Regions from separate parts of the Mus musculus genome. Here all the other regions are linked to region 1. The links are chromatin contacts, called in public promoter capture Hi-C maps. All regions are on one chromosome and are shown on one strand. The core of a region is the stretch at or near the end of the contact, and the rest is flanking DNA. Distances in the headings are between cores, read along the strand shown. Region 1 holds the start of Gpr18 (G protein-coupled receptor 18). Region 2 holds the start of 2610035F20Rik (RIKEN cDNA 2610035F20 gene). Region 3 overlaps Pcca (propionyl-Coenzyme A carboxylase, alpha polypeptide).

Evidence for each region. Promoter capture Hi-C pulls out the DNA fragments that hold promoters and counts their contacts.
Region 2: a contact with region 1 is called in a promoter capture Hi-C map of pre-B cells, with 2.7 times the contacts expected there. The contact joins the promoter of 2610035F20Rik here to the promoter of Gpr18 in region 1. A contact is called at or near these places in 2 of 39 promoter capture datasets (liver and pre-B cells) and 1 of 115 datasets of contacts at active chromatin or transcription factors (effector CD8 T cells).
Region 3: a promoter capture Hi-C map of pre-B cells shows a contact between it and region 1, with 2.7 times the contacts expected there. The contact joins the enhancer-like site here to the promoter of Gpr18 in region 1. A contact is called at or near these places in 4 of 39 promoter capture datasets (the C10 cell line, hippocampal neurons, pre-B cells and 1 more) and 1 of 484 Hi-C or Micro-C datasets (the G1E-ER4 cell line).

Annotation. Positions count from the first base shown.
Region 1 is chr14:121,914,594-121,917,346 of GRCm38.p6, reverse strand. Gpr18 (G protein-coupled receptor 18) reads left to right here and starts at 1,459. Exons shown (of 2, transcript NM_182806.2): 1 at 1,459-1,670. The region is part of intron 4 of Ubac2 (ubiquitin associated domain containing 2); the gene reads right to left. Gm46485 (a long non-coding RNA gene) reads right to left here. Exons shown (of 2, transcript XR_001781471.2): 1 at 330-2,753; 2 at 1-232.
Region 2 is chr14:122,473,745-122,476,698 of GRCm38.p6, reverse strand. It overlaps 2610035F20Rik (RIKEN cDNA 2610035F20 gene), which reads left to right and starts at 1,500. Exons shown (of 5, transcript NR_045046.1): 1 at 1,500-1,796; 2 at 2,097-2,251. It overlaps Zic2 (zinc finger protein of the cerebellum 2), which reads right to left and starts at 1,315. Exons shown (of 3, transcript NM_009574.3): 1 at 1-1,315. The coding sequence starts at 1,023.
Region 3 is chr14:122,637,063-122,640,099 of GRCm38.p6, reverse strand. It overlaps Pcca (propionyl-Coenzyme A carboxylase, alpha polypeptide), which reads right to left. Exons shown (of 24, transcript NM_144844.2): 8 at 1,683-1,719. Among named protein-coding and RNA genes, the nearest start is that of Gm46487, 8.1 kb to the right of the region's middle. Within about 2 kb of position 1,734, at least 18 of the 459 cell types and tissues checked have an H3K27ac peak or open chromatin away from gene starts, as enhancers often do. A contact at or near this core is called in pre-B cells, where this site is marked.

The DNA.
Region 1 (2,753 bases), core at 210-2,709:
CAGGTGGGTTCTGCCAAGCTTTTGGGAGGTTCCAAATCTGCCCTGGGCACCTTGCACTAAGAAATGCAAGTTCTCAACTAAGAATGCTACATACGGGGAAGACTCAAGTCTTAATGAGAAGACACCCCAGGCTCCTCATCTGTTGACTGTAGCAGCACAATCAGTACTTCCTGTCAGAAACCTTCTCACAGAACACACTGGGTCCCAGTCAAGAGGTATCCATGTGGCTGACCTGTGTAGCATATGAAAAAACATAACTTCATATAAAACAATTATGATGTAACTTGGCAATGCCAAAGCATGTCTAGAGAAGGTTTCAAGGCAATCACCTCTCACCCACACAGGAACTGCTGCAGTGGTCTCCAGTGGCTCTATAGCACATTATTCTGGAAGGCTCCCACGGCACCCAGTGGTTTGTTAGCACAGCTAACGTCAGTACCTTTTGTAGAATGAAAGTTTAGCACTTCTGGGAAAAGAAGCAAGGTTCTCAAACTACCTCAAGTTCACGCTGTGGCAGCTGTGGTGGCTGACAGCTGGAGTCCAGCTCTCAGGAGGCAGAGACAGGAAGACCAGGGTAAGTTCAAAGCCAACCTGGTCAACACAGCTCCAAAGCAGCCAGTAAGGCCCCGTCTCAAAACAGGACAGACAAGATGACAGGAGCCAGTTTAAATCGCTCACACTATAGACACAGAAGCAGCTAAGCTTAGGCACCATTTAAAGGCTGGCAAATAATGTGTAGCCAATGTAGAGATACTTAGAACTGGACAAGGGCTGGGCTACTTTAAAGAGAAAGTTAAACTCAGAGTAGCTAGACAGCGATGCTCTGGGCTGCCCAATCCTCCCTTCTGTGGGTTTCACTTCCCTTCTCAGCTGAGAACACTGCTACATATAAATTCTTCCAGCTACATGTAAATTCCCCAGTCCTTCCCATGGTTTACATGGATGTTCATGCAAGAAAAAAATTACTGCAAGTCTTCCCTGAGATAGAAAATGGACAAAGTGTAGGAAGTACCTACAGGATCCAGGAACAGATCTGCAGGGCAGGGCAGGGCAGAGCAGAGCAGAGCAGGGCCATGGAGAAGATGACAGGTGACCGAGGTGGCAGGGTGGCAGTTGCTCTCTTTCAGGCAGGACTTTTCTGGAGAGGAGTTCTCAATCCTATCACATGAGTGCTATGCATTTCAACTGGATAGGAACTACACAGGAACAACAAAAGGCTAGACAAAGTCGAGGAGCTTAGAAAGCAGCTAGGCTTTGAACCTTGCTTTGCCCAGTGTCAAATCTCCTGCCTGTAAGTGACACAAACTTCAAACATCAAAACAAGCAGTTAATTCAAGAATATCTGCCTTTCTTCAAGATATGCCATTGTTTCAAGAGCAGCCCGAGATGAGCAGGACTTCATAAACAAATCACTTGTGAAAGAGAAAACCACATCCAGGGTAAAGTCCCACGCTGAGTGTCTCATTTCAGAGCGTTTCCTGAAAACGGCAGAGCAGTGCTCAGAGCTCAGCAGACCAACCCCACTATCGGTACTACATCTCAACAACCCTCCAACAAGACACAGCACAGAGACACCACCTACCTAACACAGGCGACTCTGAGCACTCTCTCTCTGGGACTGGGCAGAGCGGCAAACGGTCACCTCTCAGACAGCCTTTGACAGACAGGAGGTAAGCTGCATTCAATTAATTTCATGGCAAACCATTATCAGAAGTAATGTTGTGTTTACTAAACTCAAAACTTCTGTTCCATCAGATGAAGACCTTGAAACAACTGGTTATTCTTTTCCCAGGATTCAGCGCTCATTTTCAATATTTTTTATTAATAGTTAAGTGTAGAGTTTTAAATGTTTTTATTTTATTTTTGAGATTCCAATATAATTACATCATTTCTTCCCTCTCCTCCCTCCAAACCCTCCCACGTGACCCTCCTTAACCGCTTACAAATTCATGGCCTCCTTCTCTTAATTGTTGTTACACACACACACACACACACACACACACACACCTAAATACATATAACCTGCTTTTCTGTGTAGTGTTACTCACACGTGTTTTCAGAGCTGACCGTTTAGTACTGGATAACCAGTTGGTGGGCTCTTCCTGAGGGAGGCCTATTGCTCCCACTTTTAGCACAGAAGCTGCTAGTAGTTCTTGGTGTAGGACTGAGGCCTCGCTCTCATTCCCCTGTCATTTAACACATTATGTTGATGACATAGTACATCATAACATAATTCAATGTCTTTGTCATATAGTTTCAATTACTGTTTCATGAAATTACTTGGCTTCAATTTAAAAAAAAATAAAAACAAAAAACACAAAACCTACAGATAGTCATGGTACTTAAGTTTTCAAAAGTTAACCTGAAAGACAATCGGTTTTCAACACTCGCTCAAAATCGTGCAGAACATAGTCCGGATGGTAATACAGAGACACAAGCATCGAGCATCGCACTGAGCACAGTGAAAACTGGGGCAGGTGGACTACAGAAAAGCAGCCAGGGAAGGACAGCCTGTAGATACAGGTGTTTTCATGACAACACCAGGGAGAATGGTGATAGAGGAAAGACCAGGACTTCATTATACCTCAGAGGCTTCTTTAAAGACCACAGTGTTTAAGCCTCTAAGTCTCCTTTGCTTAATACTAAAGATTTAACCTTACTATGCAGTAATTTTCTTATTTGCGTAGAAACTAGTATTCTAGTTATATACATTTTGGGGGTGCTATGTAGAGCAAACTAGTTTCAAACAGAGA
Region 2 (2,954 bases), core at 251-2,750, 560 kb before region 1:
CTTGCCACAGCCCGGGAAAGGACAGGGGAAGGGCTTCTCGCCAGTGTGCACGCGGATGTGGTTGACCAGTTTGTATTTGGCCTTAAAGGGTTTGCCCTCGCGTGGACACTCCTCCCAGAAGCAGACGTGGTTGCTCTGTTCCGGGCCGCCGACGTGCTCCACAGAGACGTGGGTCACCAGCTCGTGCATGGTGCTGAAAGTTTTGTTGCAGCTTTTCTTGGGATTGCTTAGCTGCTCCGGGTCGATCCACTTGCAGATGAGCTCTTGCTTGATGCACTGCTGCCGCATGTAGCGGAAAAAGGCACCAGGGTGGTGGTGGTGATGGTGGTGGTGGGCTGCGGCCGCTGCCATGTTCATCCCCATGTTCATATTCATAGGGCCGTACTGGTTGTGGAGCTGCGCCGCCGAGTAGGGGTCGGTCCGCGGGCTGGCCACTTGGCGGTATTGCTCCGAGCGCCCGAACACCTCGCCCGGCAGCCCTAGGCGCATTTGCCCATTGAGCACGTTCTGCGAGGCGTGCGGCCCGTGCTGCTCCGGGAGGCCAGGGAAAAGAAGGTGGCCCTGCGCGTCCGAGTGCGCGTGGTGAAGGCCGCCGGCGCCGGGTCCGAAGAGCCCGTGCTGCCCGCCTCCCGGCGCCGAGTCCCCGAAGCCCCGGCTGCGGAACAGGAAGTCCCGGGTGGAATTAAAGGGAGGCCCCGAATAGGAGCCAACGTGTGCGGCGTGGGGCCCTAGAGCCGCGGCCGCAGCGGCTGCAGCAGCCGAACCCGGGTAAGCACCCGGACCTTGCGACGTGAACGCCGAACTCTGACCAGGAGACAGTTCGTGTGCCCCGGGGTTGAGCTTGAAGGCGCCCATGTGCGCCGCGGCCGAGTCCACGAAGCCGTTCTGAGCTGCCGCCAGGCTCAGCTCGCGGTCCTGCATCTCGGCCGCCGCAGCCGCCGCTGCCGCGGCCGAGTGGTGGTGGTGGCGCGCGAAGCTGCCCACCCCGATGGCCGGGAACTGCGGCCCCGCGTCCAGAAGCATGGCCAGCGCGCCCGGCCGCCCCGCCGGCGCCGGTGAACCCCGCCGCCTGGATTTCCTCTTCGGATCGGCGAGGCGCGTCCTCTGGACGCCCGGCTCCGTGAACCGGCGGTGGAAATACTGGCGACTGCAGTCTCGGGAGCCGGGCTGGTGCGCCCGCCGCCGCCGCCTGTATCTGCCTCAGGCGGCCGGGCACCGAGCGAAGGCGCGGAGAGGAAGAGGAGGCGGCGGCGGAGGAGGCGCGGGAGGAGGAGGTGGAGGAGGAGAAGAGTCCAAAGCCAGGCGGAGAACCAAAGTGTATTAAAGGAGCTGCGGCGGGGGCGGGCGGGCAGGGCAGGGGAGGGCGGGCGGGAGGAGGGAGCGGAGGGAGGTGTGGGGAGCGGAGGAGAGGGGGGCCGCCGGAGGGCGAGCTCAGCGCCGCGGCCCCCACCCCTGCGCGCCCCCGCGCGCGCACGCACGCACGCACTCACTCGCTAGCTGCCTTGTACTGCCGGCGGACCAGGAGCCTGGCTGAGATCAGCGGCATCCGCCGAATGAAGTCAACGCGGCTGCGGGGCCACAGTGCCCTAGGGCAGTGGCTGTGCGCACACAAGCTGGCAGGGAGCGGACAGCAACAAGCTCCGCCAGCCCCAGAGCCTGGCGCACCCGCCGCTCCACCTGATCTCCGCAGGGGCGCTGGGCAGCCGGGAGGAGGAGGCTAGGCGTCGAGTCCACGGCGCTCTCGGGTGGCCGCTCCCTCCCCCGAGGCCTTGCTCACGCCGCCCAGAGCGCTGCCGGTATTGTTCGGCTTCGCGGTTGCTGCGGGGGTTTAGCCCTCTTGGCCCTCCGAGCTTGGCATTGGCGACGCCCGGAGTAGTAAACTTGCAGCGGTCACGAATTCCCCTAGATGAAGGAAACGGGCGCGTCGTCCCCTCTTTCTTTAAGTTGGGCTGGAGGAGGAGGGAGGGGGAGGAGCAGGGGAGGGGGGGACTGTGGGAGGGGAGAAGGCGAGGAGGGGGAGGGGAGCAGGGTGAGGCTAGTCTGAAAAACAATAACAACAATAAAAAAGTGTTCTCTGGTTCTCCCCCTTCCTCCAGCCGATCTGTTCTGGGCGCTAGTCCGGGAATGAGTGCTCGCATCAGCGAGGACAGAGCGAAGTCCTCGGCACAAGCAAATGCTAGGAGGCCAACACGAGTTCTTCCTCTCTCGCGGCTGCAGTGGGCAGCCTTCGCCACCGCCTCTGTTTATTTCGGTGGGCGCTGAGGCCGCAGCAGCAGCCTTTTATTTTTTTATTTTTTGTCCCCTCCTTTTCCTCTCCCCTCCCCCGCGTACCCGCCGGGTCTCCCGCCCGGGTATCCCTCCCTCCTTATCCAAGGCTCGGCCTCCTGGTCACACCGCCCCTTTAACGGGGACTCCCGCCCATCCCGCCCTCCAGAAACCGCTATTGGCCATCACGGCCTCGTCAATCCTTCGCCCAGCCCGCCCCACCTTCCCTGAGCCCCGCTTGGGTTGTGCAGCTGCAGCAGCGGCCCAACGCACCCATAGACTGGGCCTGCCAGCATGCAGGGTTTCGTTCGCGCGTCTGGCTCTGTGGCTCCCGTCACCAGCCGGCTAATTCAAGAGTTCAGCTGCGAGCCTAACGCGGTGCCAGGTCTATGGGTCTTGTCCCCTTCCGCCCGATCCTGCTCCCGTATACTTTGTCAGAGGCCACCAACTCCCCAGAGATTGCATCCACTACCAAAGTACACCGAAAAATCCGGGAACTCTAGTCCAAAGCACCCTTAGCTATAGAGTCACCAAGCCCGAGACCCTGAGGGAGCGAAGAGACTTTTCCTGACAAGGACAGGTCTTTCCCAGTCTGGACAGGCACTCTACTTTCTCCATTCTCACCTTGACCAATTTGCTTTGAGGCGTTAAAGCGTGGATGAAGGATGGTGGACACAGATAGTCAAACT
Region 3 (3,037 bases), core at 485-2,984, 720 kb before region 1:
TCTGTTGCTCACACTTGGGAATATATTTTCCCATGGACTCAAGGTCTACTTTAACCCTTAAGTAAACTTACAATGGCCATCCAAACCATAATATAAGTGTGAGATATCTCAATAAGAGTAGGAAAAACCTGATCCATCACCAAAGGGCTCACGCGCATGTGCACACACACAGACTTGAATACTGTGTCACCAAAGAAAGTGTTCTTGAGTGTAAGATGTGTAATTCACAGCATGTCACAGGCACATGATCCTAGTGTAGACTCTAGCCCTCCTGCTTTCCAAAATTCCTCCAAATATGACAATCATTTATTACAAAATATTCTCATAGATGACTTGGATAGGTGGTAATATCTAAGCTATGACTAAAAAGAGCCCAATTTGAGTTTAAAAGTGTATTAATAAAATTAAACCACTTTAGGACAGTCTTAGAAGCTGCTGAGTGCTTCATGGGGAATAAAAGGACCAATGATTTAACCCACAGACAGCAGCATTATATAACCTACCAAGTCTTACTGTGAAATTAGTACAATAGGGAAAAGCTTCTAAAGATGCTGGCAACGCTGAGGAAGTAATTAATACAGATGTTCTCGACAGATAAAATAGTATCTTATATGTACTGGCCTTATATCCAAGGCAGTTTTTCAAAACAAACAACAAAGAACACTTAATATGACTTAAATGACCAAAACCAAAATAATTTAGCCATACCCAACAGAAGCAGTACACAACAAGCCAATCACAGAAGAGCATGCTGAGGAAGCTGATAGCTCAAGAACACCAGACCAAAGAACTCTATGCTAGCTTGTCTCATTTACAAGAATATCTTAATGTCCATGATCACTTTGGAATATACAAACTTTGCCAAATCAAATGCTCTCCTATCATAGACAAAAATTCTGAGTAACAAACCACACTGAGAAAACAGGACTACTAAAATATTAGTATATGGCTTCCTGAAACAATGTAGCTAGCAGCACAGATTGTTTTAAGATGTTGCTGTAAGCCTGACAGAAAGTGTTGTCTGAGGCCCTTGCCTAGCCACAGCTTTCCATAGGTATACACATGTATTGATCTGACTCAAAATTATAGGTTTCAAAGCTTTGTTCTCTTTTCCTATTTTCTCCATTTAGACACTACAGAAGACAACTGTGTTCATGAGCAAGAGGAATATACTTGAAACTTCATATATATATATATATTCACTTGCTTAGCCTATCCAGCTCTCACCTCCCACTTTCTACTGCATCTTTCTTTCCTAGCAAAGCTATTAAGTTGATATTTTCCATTTTAGAAAAAGGTAAGAACTTGAACAAGCTTGTCAAGGGCACCTTCATTTGAATCCTGTGTGCTGTGTCCTTCACATTACAACAGACCACAGCCGAGTGCTCACACACAACTAAATACAAACTGTGTCCAATCCTCAAGACTCTTCAGACAATTATTCGTTTTAATTAGCTAGTGAGTTCATCTTATAAAAGAACCAAACTAAGATCAAGTGACTACAAGTCCTACTTTAATAAGAGAATATGGTAATTCAACTGATAAATTCTAGAGCCACAAGTAATAGAAACCAAAAACTATTAAAATATTATTTGCTCTATGGGAATTACTTATTACACGTTTGCTCAACCGTATCTGCTGAAAGACACAGAAACACTACCAAAGTTAATTTAAGGACTTACCAATTTCCCTTGCAATTCTGACAGCTTCATCTGCATCCTGTAAAGGCAGGAAATGAGACTCAACATTAATCCCATGAGACATTGCACAATGTCTTTAGGGCAGTCATATATTGCACTACTGTCTCCTCTGATTCATTTAATGTTCAATTTTACAACCTTCTAACCCTTTTCATTCAGAGAAATGTAAAATTAATACCATAAGTGGAATGTAAATTCTCCTTCGTCGTTATTATATTAAGAAACTCAAAGCAGTTTGAAATGAGCTGGCAGGAAACATGACCAGAATTGCCAATGATTCGGTGCAGTTGCTGGGATTTAATGGCAGATTTTAGATGTTTACAATCAATACTGAATTGTAAATCAGATCATTAAAGCTTGTCTGCAGCCCCCTTGTCTATTTACACACTGTGTTTTCCTAGATTCTGTCAGCAGGGGGAGTTGATTGTCTATTGTTTGGGAGGAGCTCTATCAATTTTCTAGAAATAAGTAAATTTCCAGTATCTGTAAGAATTAGCAATTGTTTAAAAAAAAAAGGAAAAAAAAGAAGAAAGAAAGGAAGGGAGGAAAGAAAAAGAAAAAAAAGAAGAAACCTTGTGATTTCCATTATATTTTCTTAACCAATTCTTCAGGTACATATTTTATCTTTACAGTTGTACTAGGCACATAAATTAAAGTTCAGTGAAACTCCGAAGAACAAGGTAAGGACTCCTCCCTGAGGTCCAAGACAGGCCTGCGTTACCGACTCACAAGTGCATCCGTCCCCGCCATTTGTCAGCAGTAACACTTAAAACCGCTTCAACAAACTGCCCCAGCCAAAGCCATTCACCTGATATACACTGTGCAAACTCTATGCACAAATTTTCGACATAATGACAAGAACTCTGAAGCCACTTTCTCAATTCAATTAATTTTTCTAATCCAGTGGCACTATATGCACCACCAGCAATGTTCTAGAACCACCAGTTGATAAATATGCAGGAATTTTTCCACAATTTCAAGGCATTCAAGGGAAGCCTGGCATTTTTAAAGCTCTTAAATTACTACATTTAAAATGAAGAGCAATCACAGTAGACTCCCCAATCCCCAAACTGGGACTAGGGGAAAATAACTGCTTCATTTATGTCCAGTTTTTAGAAAAAGAAAAGAAATTCTTCCTTAAAAGTCTTCAGTACCCAACAGCATCCCTGAATAAGGAGGCTGGAACGGGAAGTTGTCAGAAAAATTTAATTTCCTTTCATTAGCCAGTCTGCTCCACAAATAGGTGCTTGTTAAGTTCAAAGCAATCCTGAAAGCGACACCAGTTTTAAGTCTTTTTTTACTCCAAGCAGTCACATCTGCTAATGAGATTTTCCAAA